Linked DNA regions of Gasterosteus aculeatus: region 2 is linked to region 1. Evidence: chromatin contacts called from public Hi-C data. All regions are on one chromosome and are shown on one strand. Each heading gives the region's core, a stretch centred on a gene start, on an enhancer-like site or on the middle of the called end of the contact. The rest is flanking DNA. Distances are from core to core; before and after follow the strand shown.

Region 1 (6,300 bases), core at 1,756-4,255:
GCTGTGCATCTGAATGACATCACAGATTAACTTCTCTGGTTTTAAGTCTTCGGTAAGAGTTGTTCATGTTCACCAGTACCTGACCTGGGTGGGAGGGGGGGGGGGGCACTGACCACGACTGCATGTGTGAATCCAATTCATACGTTTCATGGTGTTCTCCTTGAATTAGCCGCCACTTGAAAGTGGCGAAGGTTTTCAAAGGAAGCAGCACGTTGGTGATGGTCACCAGGTTCTCCGAATGCTTGAAGCGTCGCAATTGTTGGGTCAATTGTGCTGCCTGTTTTTAAAGTGTCTAAACTCCTAAAATTCCTTCTTTCTTAGTGTAAAACATGAGGTTTTCTTTTTTTGTACGTGGTGCATTTGTTCTGAACTGTCTTCTGTATGTTTTTATTCCTTTTTGTTTTGAGTTGAAATGATGTAGAGCTCTTTGTTCCCTCGCTGTGTATTTGATGTCTTTTGAGTGTTGTACTGAATCCTGTGGATTTGAAAGCGTACCGGCAGTGCCGGTGTTGATTTATCTTACTACAAGACACCTGTTCTTGTAACGACAGAGCAGATTCATATTGAATCTTTTGTACCTTAATTTTAAGAATTTTCGTACGTACATGTACCTTGAATTTTTAGACATGATCTATTTCTCATCGTAATTTCCTGGTAGGAAAATGCTGCTTTTATTACGTCCTGCATTACAGCAGGCTAATTAACCGTTAATCCAATCACATCCCATCATGTGGTTGCAGTAGAGTATTTAATATTTGATTAATAGAGACACTTGACACATCTGTGGGTCTTTCTTACGGCTGCTGGAGCTCTGTTTCAAACACGCAACACGAGCCTTTTGGGTTTTTCACATAACTTATACTTTCTCTTACAGGTCCGTTTGGAAATGCAGAGTTGCGCTAAAATAATCACTTTTATTCTTTTCTCAGATCAAATCCCCGGCAACAACGTAGTGTCACATGTCCTCATCGGTGCCGTTGCTCGGTGAGAGGACCATGCCGAAGGTGTCGCACGTTTTAACTCAATTTGGTTGTGATTTTATTACCGAGCCCGTTTATGAACTGGAACTACGACTCTTCCCAACTCAAATGTCGCTGTTGGTCTGTTGTTTAATCCGTGCATGATGAGACTGTCGCTATGGCAAAGCCCCGACTTCTGGAATTTGAGTTGGGTGATTTGCAGTTTCTGGCTCCAGGCTTCTGTGTTGGTTTTGAATCCAAAGCGTTCCCAGCCGGCGGCATGGTCCGAGCATTTCACGTGTGGCCTGTTGTTTTTTTGGGGGGGGGGGGGTTTCAGTCCCGCAACACGTCACCGGAGGCGTGACCTCCCGCTCTCGTATTAACGCCTTCATTTTTCCCCAGAGCTGAGAGGCGCCGCCCAACGACGCCGCCGTGTCACCGTAACTCGCTCACCTAACGCTTCAGGTTCCTCCACAGGCGGGCGAGGCGTTTCGGCCTCGGACCGAAGGTTCTTTTGCTAAATTCTTTTTGTTTAACTCGAGCTTTAATACATGTTGCCACATTTCCTTTTCCATTGCCGCTTTTCTCCCTCCACCGCCATCGCGCTCCTACCGGCCGCTGCTCTTTTCCTTGATGCGGCCGCGTTGTTGAGTGAACTTGGGACTCCTGTGTGGAGCCGGGTGGCCCTGCCTGGATTACCTGTGTGCGTGCGTGCGTGCGTGTGTGTGTGTGTGTGTGCGCGCGTGTGTTGGCCCCGGTGGAGGGAGCGTTCACACAGCACACGCGTGACTCTCTGAAGCCGCTTTACGGCTTTCACGCCACCAAAAGCTCCTCCCGACTTCTTCACATGGCTTGTTTGGTTGGATTTTTAAAAAAAAAAAGGAAGAAAAAAAAAAAAAGACACTGCAGTGGTTTCATCATATCAACAAAAAATAATCACTGACAATCCAACGTTCACCGGACTTGTTGACAATCCACCCGGTCATGTGTGTTCACAATCTGCTGTATAACATGAAGGAATGTTTTGTGTTGGAAAACTCTGAAGTCTTCTCACTCATGTTCTGAAACTGTGAAGCATGTGATGTAAAAAAAAAAAAAAAGATCTGACGTTTGAGAAAGGGAATCATTCTCTGAGAGACGGAATGTGTTGAAGTTGATACGAGAAAACTGAAGAAAAATAAATATTTGGATACATGCAGCAATGGTATTGTCTTTATTGTGAGATGGAGGCGTATGTTAAATTATCTAAATTCTTTTTTCACAACCAAAAACCCGTCGTTTTTTTGGGTTGGACCAGTAAAATGTACCCCCCCCCCCCCCCCCTCCAACCCCAGGCTGAACCACCTACGCCCTGAGGAGGGTCGATGTTGCCTGGGAAGGAACGCCGCGCTGCCATTTGCAGAACTCTCTTAGAAACGGCCCAGTTTTGTTTTTCCCAGCATGCCGGGTCCGCTCATGTTTGCGAATGTCAACGTTTGTAAAAGCCGCTGTTGAGCCCGAGCAGACTGAGGGCCCCCGGAGGGATTAGAGGAGGCTCTGTTTACCTGCCTTGAGGAATGCTGCCCTGCGCGGACGCTTTTGTATCTGCCAGGGACCCAAGGTCACAGCGCCGGCAGAGATGGGCCCGCTTTGTCCCTCCTCGAAGATTCCACCTCACAGTATCAACAACCCAACACAATGTGGGAGAAGGAAGTGGAATTCCTGCTCATGTTGCTGCAGTGCTCAGAAACTCCGGTTCAGGGATCCTTTTTCCCCTTCTGCCAAGTCTGCCTGGGGAGGATGATCATTTTGAGGGATTTCGGTTGAATAAAATGTAATATTGTGCATTTTAATATATTTTAGTAGTTATTTTTCGCCAGATATACAAGTTTAAATCCTAAATCCTTGAAAGGCACTTCACACGGATACATATACTTATGGCTCTCAGCTCCTTTTCTGACCTGATTTCACTCAAATCGCATATAGAAGCAGCGTGTCCTGCGCGCTGTCTCGCCGCGGAGCCGTCGGCAGTACTCGCGTTCCGCCGCGCGGGGTCGCACTTGTTCAACCCAAAAACCGCCGTTAGCGGGAGAAGCTGATCCCGTCATCCACGTTAGAAAGACCCTTTCAGTACCACGGAACCCATCAAGAGGTCACCAAGAATGACCAATAACCTCGCCGTTAAGTGCTACGCGCACATTGTGCGTCCCTGTGAAAATACCGGAGGATTAAAGCGATTAAAGGCCGCCGAATGTTTTTGCCAAGCTGTGATTTTGACAAAAAGCCCCGCGTTTCTTTTCCTCGCGACCGACTGACCGTCTCTGATGGAGCAATCTGACCTCAGACCAGCAGACCCCGAGCGGCACCTTTTTAGGAGCCAACAAACACGCTTGTGTTTAATTTTGTCTGCAAGTTAGGAGTTATTTGCGGAGGGCAAACCTCGTTAAATCTGACATGGGCTCTCAACATTTCGCAAGCATGCAAAAGGTAGTTCAAAGCGCAGCGATTTCTCCTTTTTGTAAAAGAAAAGGAAAACGACTAGCGAAGTGGGTAAAATTGTGTGTCGTCTTTTGTGGTTAAGCTCATTCAATTACGGCGTAAAACTATTTAATGTTAATTATAACCGCCCAGAAATAATAACAGCTGGATCAGACTGAAAATCGCAAAACAATTAGTTTATCAGTCAGCTGTCTCAACTAATTTAATACCTTCATTTGTGCATAGTGCTGGTAGACAAAGACATGTAACAACTGCAAGTTTGAAGATTTTCTTTATCTCATTTTGTAATAAACATATAAATAATAAACTCTAGACATTTGTTGACGCATCGCCCTGTTATGAAAGTTAACTGTATGGTCTGGCTATATAGACTATCCAAACTTTGCATCTGCCGCAGGTCATTTCTATAAAACTATTTCCCTATTACAAAATATGAAAAGAAAAATACATTTTAGTACATTTACATGAGTTACTTATTAATTTATTTAACGAAACTGTTTCAGTACTACTTTAACATTTACTGAATTGTCAGAATCTGCATTTAATATTTTTTTCTCAGAGGAAAACAGAAAAATAGAAACACAACAGAAAAGAAAAGCAGAGTATGCAGACATGAGGCAGAATATCTGTCCCTCTCCGACAACTTAAACGAACATTTTCCAAAATAATAAAATTCTTAATAAACCAAGCAGTACAAGATTTTTCAATACTTTCCCAACTACTGTATTTAAATTAAAATATATTCTCATATCTTACACTATTTCAAATAACGAAATGTGATTCGGTAGCGATCTGTCAAAATCTAATTTACAATTCTGTGTATAAAAATATAATTTATGGAACCCCGCGAAGTTTGTTCCCCCCAAAATATAACAGTCAGTTGCACATACACGCACATATGAACATTACAACCTGTCAACTTTAGCTCCTTTCTACACGGTCTTCTTCTTTCTCTTGGCGATATTTTTTCTTTTCCATTTTTTCTTTTTCATTTTTTTTTTGTTTTTGCATTTGAGATATACAAAAATAGATTATGCACATTTTGCTGTTCACACCGTTTCAGAATCCATTTGTGTCACAGCAGCGAGTTCACATGAGAATAAATTATTCAATGAGAAACTTTTTAAGGCTCCATTCATTCTTTGAAAGGGGACACATGGAAAAAGTCACTGAAATAAATATCCCAACTCCGCTGGGGCCTTTGTCTTGTTCGTTCGTTTTTTGTTTTATTTTTTTTGTTGTTTTTGTCGTATCATTATTATTATTTTATTCGATCTACTGAATAGTTCGTGCGTCCTACGCGTAGGTCTCATTTTGCTCCCGCGGTAGAGGTTTCAACTCGAGTACACTGACATCCCAAGTGGATGGATCGAGTGGCTGTCCAAGAGCCAGCTTCCTACTTGATAAAGCATCTTGGAGTACCAGTGCACCCCGTCGCTCTGCGCGCTCGCCCCACGCTGCGACCTGAAAAGCAGCGAGGACACCCAGTGGGCGAGCCTGACGGGCGCCAGGGCCCAGTGCGCCAGGTCGTGGTCTTCGATCACCGCGTAACAGGACGCGAGGACCTGGTCCACCACGACGGTCCCCTGCGCGGTCACCGGCGCAAAGGAGCCCTCGTGCTCCCGCGTGTATATCCGTCTCACGGTCACGGGCTCGAGTCGACTCCGCTCGGCGTCGAACACGAACACCTTCTGCCCGGATCGCACTTGGCTGGCGAAGACCGCCGACATCCGCTCCCCCGCCGTGGCGTTGCGGCCCACGAAGAGGAGGTGCGCCGCCGTCAGGGTGATCTTCTGGCCCGAGTCGGTCTCGATCACGTGGAAGAGCCTCCTGGTTGTGGAGTCTTGGTCGATGAACATGATGAAGTCGGTGTACGTGGGGTTCCCCTCGACGTCTCCCGCCAGCACCCTGTCGCCGGTCTGCAGGTGTTTGACCGCCTTCTTGGTGCCGTCCTGCAGGGTGACCGTGGACGAGCCCGGGAAGCAGCCGCCCGACTTCGCCGCCACGGAGTTTTCTGTTAAACAAGAGCGTGTTGTTGTTGTTGTTGTTGAAATGCAATATCTCACACAACATCAGAAATATGCTTATTTAGTCGTCAGCAGGTGCACGGCAAAATGATTTCCAAAAAACAATTGGATAACTTTCAGAACTTCGATATAACGAATCGCAGGTGCCTTTCACTCAAAGCCCCATTGACGAACCTCCCCCCCCCCTTTTTTTGCCCATGTTTGTATTTTTTCCTGCCTTCACACATCATGGTGGGCCATATGCATTTTGCATAATGATGTCTGTCTGCTCCCTGCCAAATGCGTATTGGCTGGGCCCCGCGTTGTCTGAGACGGGAAAACCCGAAAGCCTTTGGCTCATCTATTCTTAATTAAAAAACCCAATAAAGCGCAGGCATTGTTATTCTAAATCAGCTTGTGGATCAAGCTACTCTTGGTAAAGAACACTTACGCCTTTCCCAGCTACTCGTCCCCATATTTGCTCAGGTGCAGAAACCTCTATGTGACAATTCACACAAATGGGCGACTCACAACTACTATTTACACAGTGGAGCCACTTTTCCAAGCCTCTCGAGTTGTAGATTTGAATTTAAATGAGGGCTCGGACTCTTAAATGCTTTCTGTTGTGCAACATCAATGTGCCCTCTTTGCACCACCTCTCGCTGCTTTGTTTGTCAGGCTTGACGACAATAATTTTGGCCTTGGTGGAGCTCTCCACATACCGGTCTCTGGGATCACACTGTCCTGCACACTGCTCTGAAGTTGGGGCTTTTTTTTTTTTTTTAATCTTCTTTTAAGATTCCCAAGCATGAAATAAGGTGACAACTGAAAACCAGATTTATCCCAACCGATTCAAC
Region 2 (6,300 bases), core at 2,545-5,044, 81 kb after region 1:
CTGCTTCAAGCAGCACAAAGGTAAAACATCTGACATTTTCACATCCGCAGATACCAACATGCATGGTTGTGTTGTTAGCTTAATAAAACAGCCCAACCATCTACATGCCTCTCTTTGTTTCAAAATGAAAGTAATCCATCTCATTTCATAGTTATGTGCAGGTGCTCCTATTCTGTGAAAACACTTTTTTACAAAACCTTCATAGAAATCGTGAAATACTTTGATTTCTTAGAAGAAACAGGTATTTACATTTACGTTTTATTTACAGGCATTTTGTTCGTTGTTGGGTGAAACAGTTCCATGAAAAAGTGCTTCTATTTTTGCGAACCCTTTAACTGAGAGGATCAAGCTTCCAAACCACTGGTGCAAAGAGAAGAGCGGCCTGGATGTCTACTGCACACTGGATGTCCGGTGCAAAGCGGTCCACTTTCCAAACGAGACGAGGGAGACCAAGACGACCGGGACACAGGTGGCCGATGTCCGATCACAGTCTCCTCATGTCTCCCCGCTGTACCTCCAACGTGTCGGATGTTACAGAAGAACATCTCAAGCTCTCCGTGTTTCCTAATAGACAAACGTTGTATTGGTCCAGTCCCTAAAGCGCTTGTGGGCGGACACGAGTCACACCGATAGAAAGCTGCCGGCGTGAGATTACTCTGCAGGCCTGGGTGTGGTGTCTCAAAACACCTAAAGCCTTCTTGGAAGTGACTTGCTTTCAGTCCCAACACAACAGAGGGCTCGGTCAGTGAGTAAATACACCGCGCACGCCCTTCTGCCGTGGAAGTGCTCCGGTTTGACGCTTTCGGGCGATGAAATCGTACAGCTTTCTGCCCCCGTGGAGGGAGAGTTCCTACGTGACACACTTACCGCTCTTCTTCTTGTATCTCGTTATGATGAAGTAGGACACGATGTAGAGGACTGCAAACAGGAGGAAGCAGATCTGAAACGACAACGTCAAGAGTCTTGGTCAAGGATTGTATGATATGTGTAGTTGGTCTTTTTCTGTTTGAATGTATGGTCTCGGCAGCACAATGTCCAGAACACGGAGTGCTTCCATATTTGCTTTTAACCATTCTGTAACCCCCCCCCCCGTGCGTCTAATAATACCCAAAATGATTTGTGCAATGTGGAAATATGTACATGTCTGCTTTCCAAAAGCGAATCTACCTGTGGTTCAGGCTTTTTGAAGTGTTCTCATTATTACAGAAATCCTTCATTATTAACGTAAAGTTCAAATTGACCCTATTTATTTCAGCATAAAGTAAAATAGTAATCATTGTTTTCCAACGTATGACGTGCTCATGCGACCAACAGTTTGTGCAAAGTGGTCCAGAAACGGCCGCCGCGTGGGAATGTGTCACCTAACCGCGGCCTCAAAACACGCAGAAGGATCCCATTCCACATTTCCCCCCTTCTACTGTGACAGTGACACAACTAATGTTAGAAGCTCCCGCTTCAGCACCTTGCACCCCGTCAACATTGGATTGGGAAAGCTGGGCTCATGAGATGACATGGTGCTGTATGTCTTATCACCTGAGTCCTCTTTCCAAACGAAAGACAGCTGATTTAAAGACCGGGGCTACAAAAAGGTCTGCTGGGACCTCGGGGGGGAAACACAGAGGTATGTGCAGGGAGCTGATGGACTGGCAGAGACGCAACACGGGGGTTCAGGAAGATACAACAACAACAACAAGTCACAGGCAGAGCGGAGGCCAACGCCGCTGCCCATCGGGAAACAGAAAAGAAAGAAGTAACAACAAATGTAACGGCTTGTGAGCGGTTTGCACGCACCATCCAACCATGGGGACAGTATTTCACAGCTTTATGCAGTGAGAACTCGAGCTGCAGGGGAGGGACACTTATGTCATTTGACAATTCCTGCAATGACTTCAGGCGCTGTGGTAAATGTTGTTCAAGAATTAGACCTGTTTAGCAGGAGTCTGGTTTTAGATGTTTCCACGTTAGACAAAAGTTAATGCAGTTGAAGGCTGCAGACAGGAGATAACCTGATTAACAGAGGACGGCTGAAGAAACCTAAACACCAGGCCATGACCCCTGTCATTAGCCACAACAACACTTTTACAACATGCTGTCAAAGCGTGCTGGAAGAACTTACTTCACTCGGTCTCCTAAATGGTCAAAATATTTTCTTAGGAAAGTGGTTGTTCAGGTTCAGGAATGTCACAACTTCTGCACGCCCTTCAACAAAGTGAACTTGTGTTTCCAAAACCACGTGAAAGCCTGATAATCATTTTCCGTCCTTGTGTGGAGGTGGAAGTGGAAGGTGTCATTAGTGACGGAGTCACCAGCTAGTCTCACTTTATTCCGTGTTAACTAGATTTCTCTTAAAACACTTCTTCAGGACGCCGGTGCGTCAGAAACCACTTCACCAAAACTCAGGTCTAGCATGCAAAGTACCACGTTGTCACCGAGTCATGTTTAACAAGTATGAAACTCAACGCAGAGTGGCCCCGGCACGCACAATAACACACAGAAATCAATCTGACTCACATTGAGACAGGAAGGAGCCATTACGATGGTGATACGGGATACTGGGAGTCAGATGCAGAGCGATAAGCAGGACAAAATGTGCCATCCAAAGCTGAGCTGTTCAGCTCGTCTGAGAGGTGAAACCTTTGATAGTTACTATTCTAAGAGTAATCAAGTAGATTTACTCCAGGTTAAATTATCCCCTGTACTTTCTCATTTAAGTCGACTGATCCACAGAAAAAAGACGATCATCAGAGAGTTTCCTACCCACGAGTTTATTGTTATATTTTGATTGTCAGGTGGCATAACGGGAAGATTAAGGACACTAAATGTAAAGCTGCAGTGGTTAAACATTTGCCAGACAAGAACACATCTTCTTACTTATAATATTACACAGCAAACTGCCTCCTCTGCCAATCACGTCATTACAAAACATGTTTTCTTCCTGAAACACAAAGTTTAGTCACTCACATCATCAACATCCAACCACAGGACCTCATGAGAACAAAGAGGACCTTTTACTGAAAAAGCCATTAAATCATCATGTGATCATCTGACAGGTCTGCATTTAACACAAACCGATGATCAAACCGAACACGTGTATTTTCCGAACGTGTAATATCCGAACACATATTTGAGCAGGGAAACATGAATATTATAATCTAACCTGTTTGTAACGTAACGTTATAATATAAATAAAGCCTACAAATGAAAGGGATTTCAAAAGCAGATGTCCCAGTCCCCCGTTCAGCCTGAATGAGTGAGCACTGGGACATTGTGTCCACGTCTTCCTCCGTCAATCGCAGGTGTATTCATAACAGGTCTGTCCCAACATCGACGCCTCCACTGGCGAAGTTGTAACACGAACGCTAACGTGACAGCTAACTTTAATTAGCAGATGCGACCTCACGTGTGACGGACACACAACGGGACGTGTTGCACAAAACGTGGTAAAGTGGGAGCGAATCTGCAGCGTCTCACTGACAGGCGAAGCTAACGCTAGCCCCCCCCCACCACCCGCAGAGCAGAGGGCGTTGTTAGCTTGCTAGCCTCCGCTAGCCGCTCCGGTAGGCTACTTACGATGTACTCTCGAACTTGGCTGTGGAAATTCTGCTCTCGGATAGAAACATCGTCTTCTTCCATTCTTCATATTGCAAATACGAGAGAGAGACAAAAAAGAGCTATTAGATTCACCGCATGTTAGGTTCGCGCAACAACTCCGGTGTCTTCGTCCCCTCCAGCAAATATTGCCCCGACTGGTTAAGAGACAGTTTACATCGGAGAACCCGCCGCTGCGTGCAGTAAAAAAATAAACCCGCCCATAAATAAAGTACGTCATCACTGCGCGCCGGCTCCTCGGCGCGCCCTGGAAGCAAATGCTCACGTGTTTTGTGGGTCACATAAACAGTTTTCTACACGGAGCTACATGTGCGGTTCGTGGTATTTATGTATTTTAAATAGGGGGGGATTCTCAGCGGGGGCTTTGCGTATGTAGATTGTTTTAAACCATTTGCGGATGCCACCGTTAGCTTGTTCGCTACGTGTCTGTCGCTATTTTCCGAAAGAAGGGTAACGGCCGGTGGAGTTCACGTGTCCGCGTCAAGTTACGTTTTAGAGATGAAGGGGAAATTTAAGAAGAACAGCAAAAAGAAGAAGAAGACGAACGTTGTGTTGCACAAGTACATGGTGGCAGTTGATGATTTTTTAAAGAGCAAAAGTGTCACTGAAGAAGAGGAATCTGTCCAAGGCTTGAGGGTTGTAAAACAGAAGAGCAGAAAAGAGCTTCGCAAAGAAACCCGAAAAAATAAAAAAGCCAGAATGAAATGTTACTATGAGGGTAAAAAAAAAATCGACGGTGAAAACTCTGAAATAGTAGTTGATAATCCACAGCAGCAGAAGAAGAAGAAAGGGGCGAAAGCGAAGAAAGAAGTGTCAAAGTCCTCCAGTTCTGTTCCAGACAAACCAGACGGCTCTGAAGCACCATCGTCTTCCAAGAAAAGCAAGAAACTCAGCAAACTTCAACAATCAAGGAAAAGGGCACTCCTGGAGGCAAATGAAGAGGAAGACCGGGAAATAAAGAGATTAGAGCGACGCCTGGGATTAAACAAGAGGAAAAACAAGAAGACCCTCCCTCAGTCGTTCTCGGTTGATGGACTCGATTACATCCTCGGTGTGCTGGACTCCGGCTCATCGGCCGCGGCCTTGTATGACGAAGATGATGGCGATGAAGACATGGAGAAGGCCGTGGACAACTTTGAAAAACTCGATGAGAACAACCCCGAACTGTCCGATGAGGACGGGAAACTTGGAGATGAGATGGCGAGTGAAGGCAGTGATGAAGAGATGGCTTCATTTGATGACGAAGATGAGGTTGATGGGGACGACGACGACGACGACGGTGAGGATGACGAGGATGCTGACGATGAAACTGTTGAGGAAAAGGAAGTGGACGCTGAGCCGGATGAGAGTGATGCCGCTGACTCCGGCAATGAAAACGATGGTGAAAAAGAGGAAGAAGCTGACGCTGAAGACACGGCGACGTCGGGCTTGAACTCTGAAACGGTGAGTTCACAAACGATCCTTTTATTATTTCCGAAGCGCTGACTTCTCATTTGCTGTACGATGGATCTAATTGTAGGACACTCGTTCTAATGTCCAGGTCAACGCTGCAGCGGGCAAGTATGTGCCGCCTCACTTAAGAGGCGCCGGAGATGAAAAACGCAAAGCTGAGCTGGAAAAGCTGAAGAGGACCGTGAAAGGCTTGATGAACAGGTACTTGTTATTCTATAGCACAGACGTAGCGCGTCACCCTCAACAGTGTTTTGCAGGTGCGTCAGAAAACATTAATTTGATATTTGCTGCGTCAGGGATGTTAACTCAGTTTGATGCTAATACATTCCCATAATACGCACGTTTACACTGCGATTAAGCATTTACACGTTTGCCGCTTTTTCTGCTAAAGCTGCGTTTCTTTATTTCAACAATCCTATGAAAGTTTTTTAAAAATATGTTTCTGTGATTTTATGCGTTAATATTCATACTAATTGTTGTTGGCTGGTTTTGTCCATTGAACGGTCCAAAGCACAAACATGTTAATCCTACCAGGATACGGAACGCCTGATTCCTGATGACTCGTTGTTTAATCCTTCAGGCTGACTGAGCCCAACATGGCGTCCATCAGTGGCCAGCTGGAGGAGCTGTACATGAGCTGCAGCCGGAAGGACATGAATGACACCCTGACAGAGGTGCTGTTAGCAGCCTGCGTCACCCCGTCCCTGATGCCCGACCGGCTTCTGATGGAGCACGTCCTGCTCGTCAGCATCGTCCATCACGCCATCGGAATCGAGGTAAGCGCACCGCTTACTTCGGTGCTCGAATGGCCCCTCATTGAATAGTTTTTACCTCCTGATGGCTTTTGAGACATTCTTTTCACGATGACCGCAGGTGGAGGATGGCTTTTTTTTTTTTGTAGCTCATGGATTATTCATTGGAGGCTTTTTTAAGGCAATTACTGCCTGTGCAGACTTTCACAGAATGATGATGCTCTCTTAATGAATTGGAAAGTTAAATCCAAATCTTCACTTAAGGTGTAATTCAACTATAATCTCTGTTGTATTGACTTTCCATCTTGTAAATGACCCCAAACAGGATCATCAGTAGAATTAGCCACAGCCAACAGATTGCTTTCCACATAGTGGAATTTTAACATAATACATTTGCTGGTTCTTTTTTTGTAAGATATCCTGTAAATATCTGTAGTTTTTCAATTCAGTACTCTTGCTACTGTATTAATTATCATTTAACATATTC

What was found. Hi-C and Micro-C count contacts between places; a contact is called where the count stands out from the background.
Region 2: a Hi-C map of liver shows a contact between it and region 1, with 6 times the contacts expected there. The contact joins the promoter of lmbr1 here to the enhancer-like site in region 1. A contact is called at or near these places in 5 of 6 Hi-C or Micro-C datasets (liver, skeletal muscle, tail fin and 1 more).

What each region holds. Positions count from the first base shown.
Region 1 is chr21:16,631,281-16,637,580 of fGasAcu3.hap1.1, forward strand. It overlaps rbm33a (RNA binding motif protein 33a), which reads left to right. Exons shown (of 19, transcript XM_040167756.2): 19 at 1-2,157. shha (sonic hedgehog signaling molecule a) reads right to left here. Exons shown (of 3, transcript XM_040167762.2): 3 at 3,690-5,451. The coding sequence ends at 4,772. Among protein-coding and RNA genes, the nearest start is that of shha, 9.1 kb to the right of the region's middle. Within about 2 kb of position 3,006, at least 7 of the 9 cell types and tissues checked have open chromatin away from gene starts, as enhancers often do. A contact at or near this core is called in liver, where this site is marked.
Region 2 is chr21:16,711,898-16,718,197 of fGasAcu3.hap1.1, forward strand. lmbr1 (limb development membrane protein 1) reads right to left here and starts at 3,795. Exons shown (of 18, transcript XM_078095947.1): 1 at 3,571-3,795; 2 at 868-940. The coding sequence starts at 3,633. nom1 (nucleolar protein with MIF4G domain 1) reads left to right here and starts at 3,802. Exons shown (of 11, transcript XM_040166862.2): 1 at 3,802-5,052; 2 at 5,129-5,262; 3 at 5,642-5,837. The coding sequence starts at 4,108.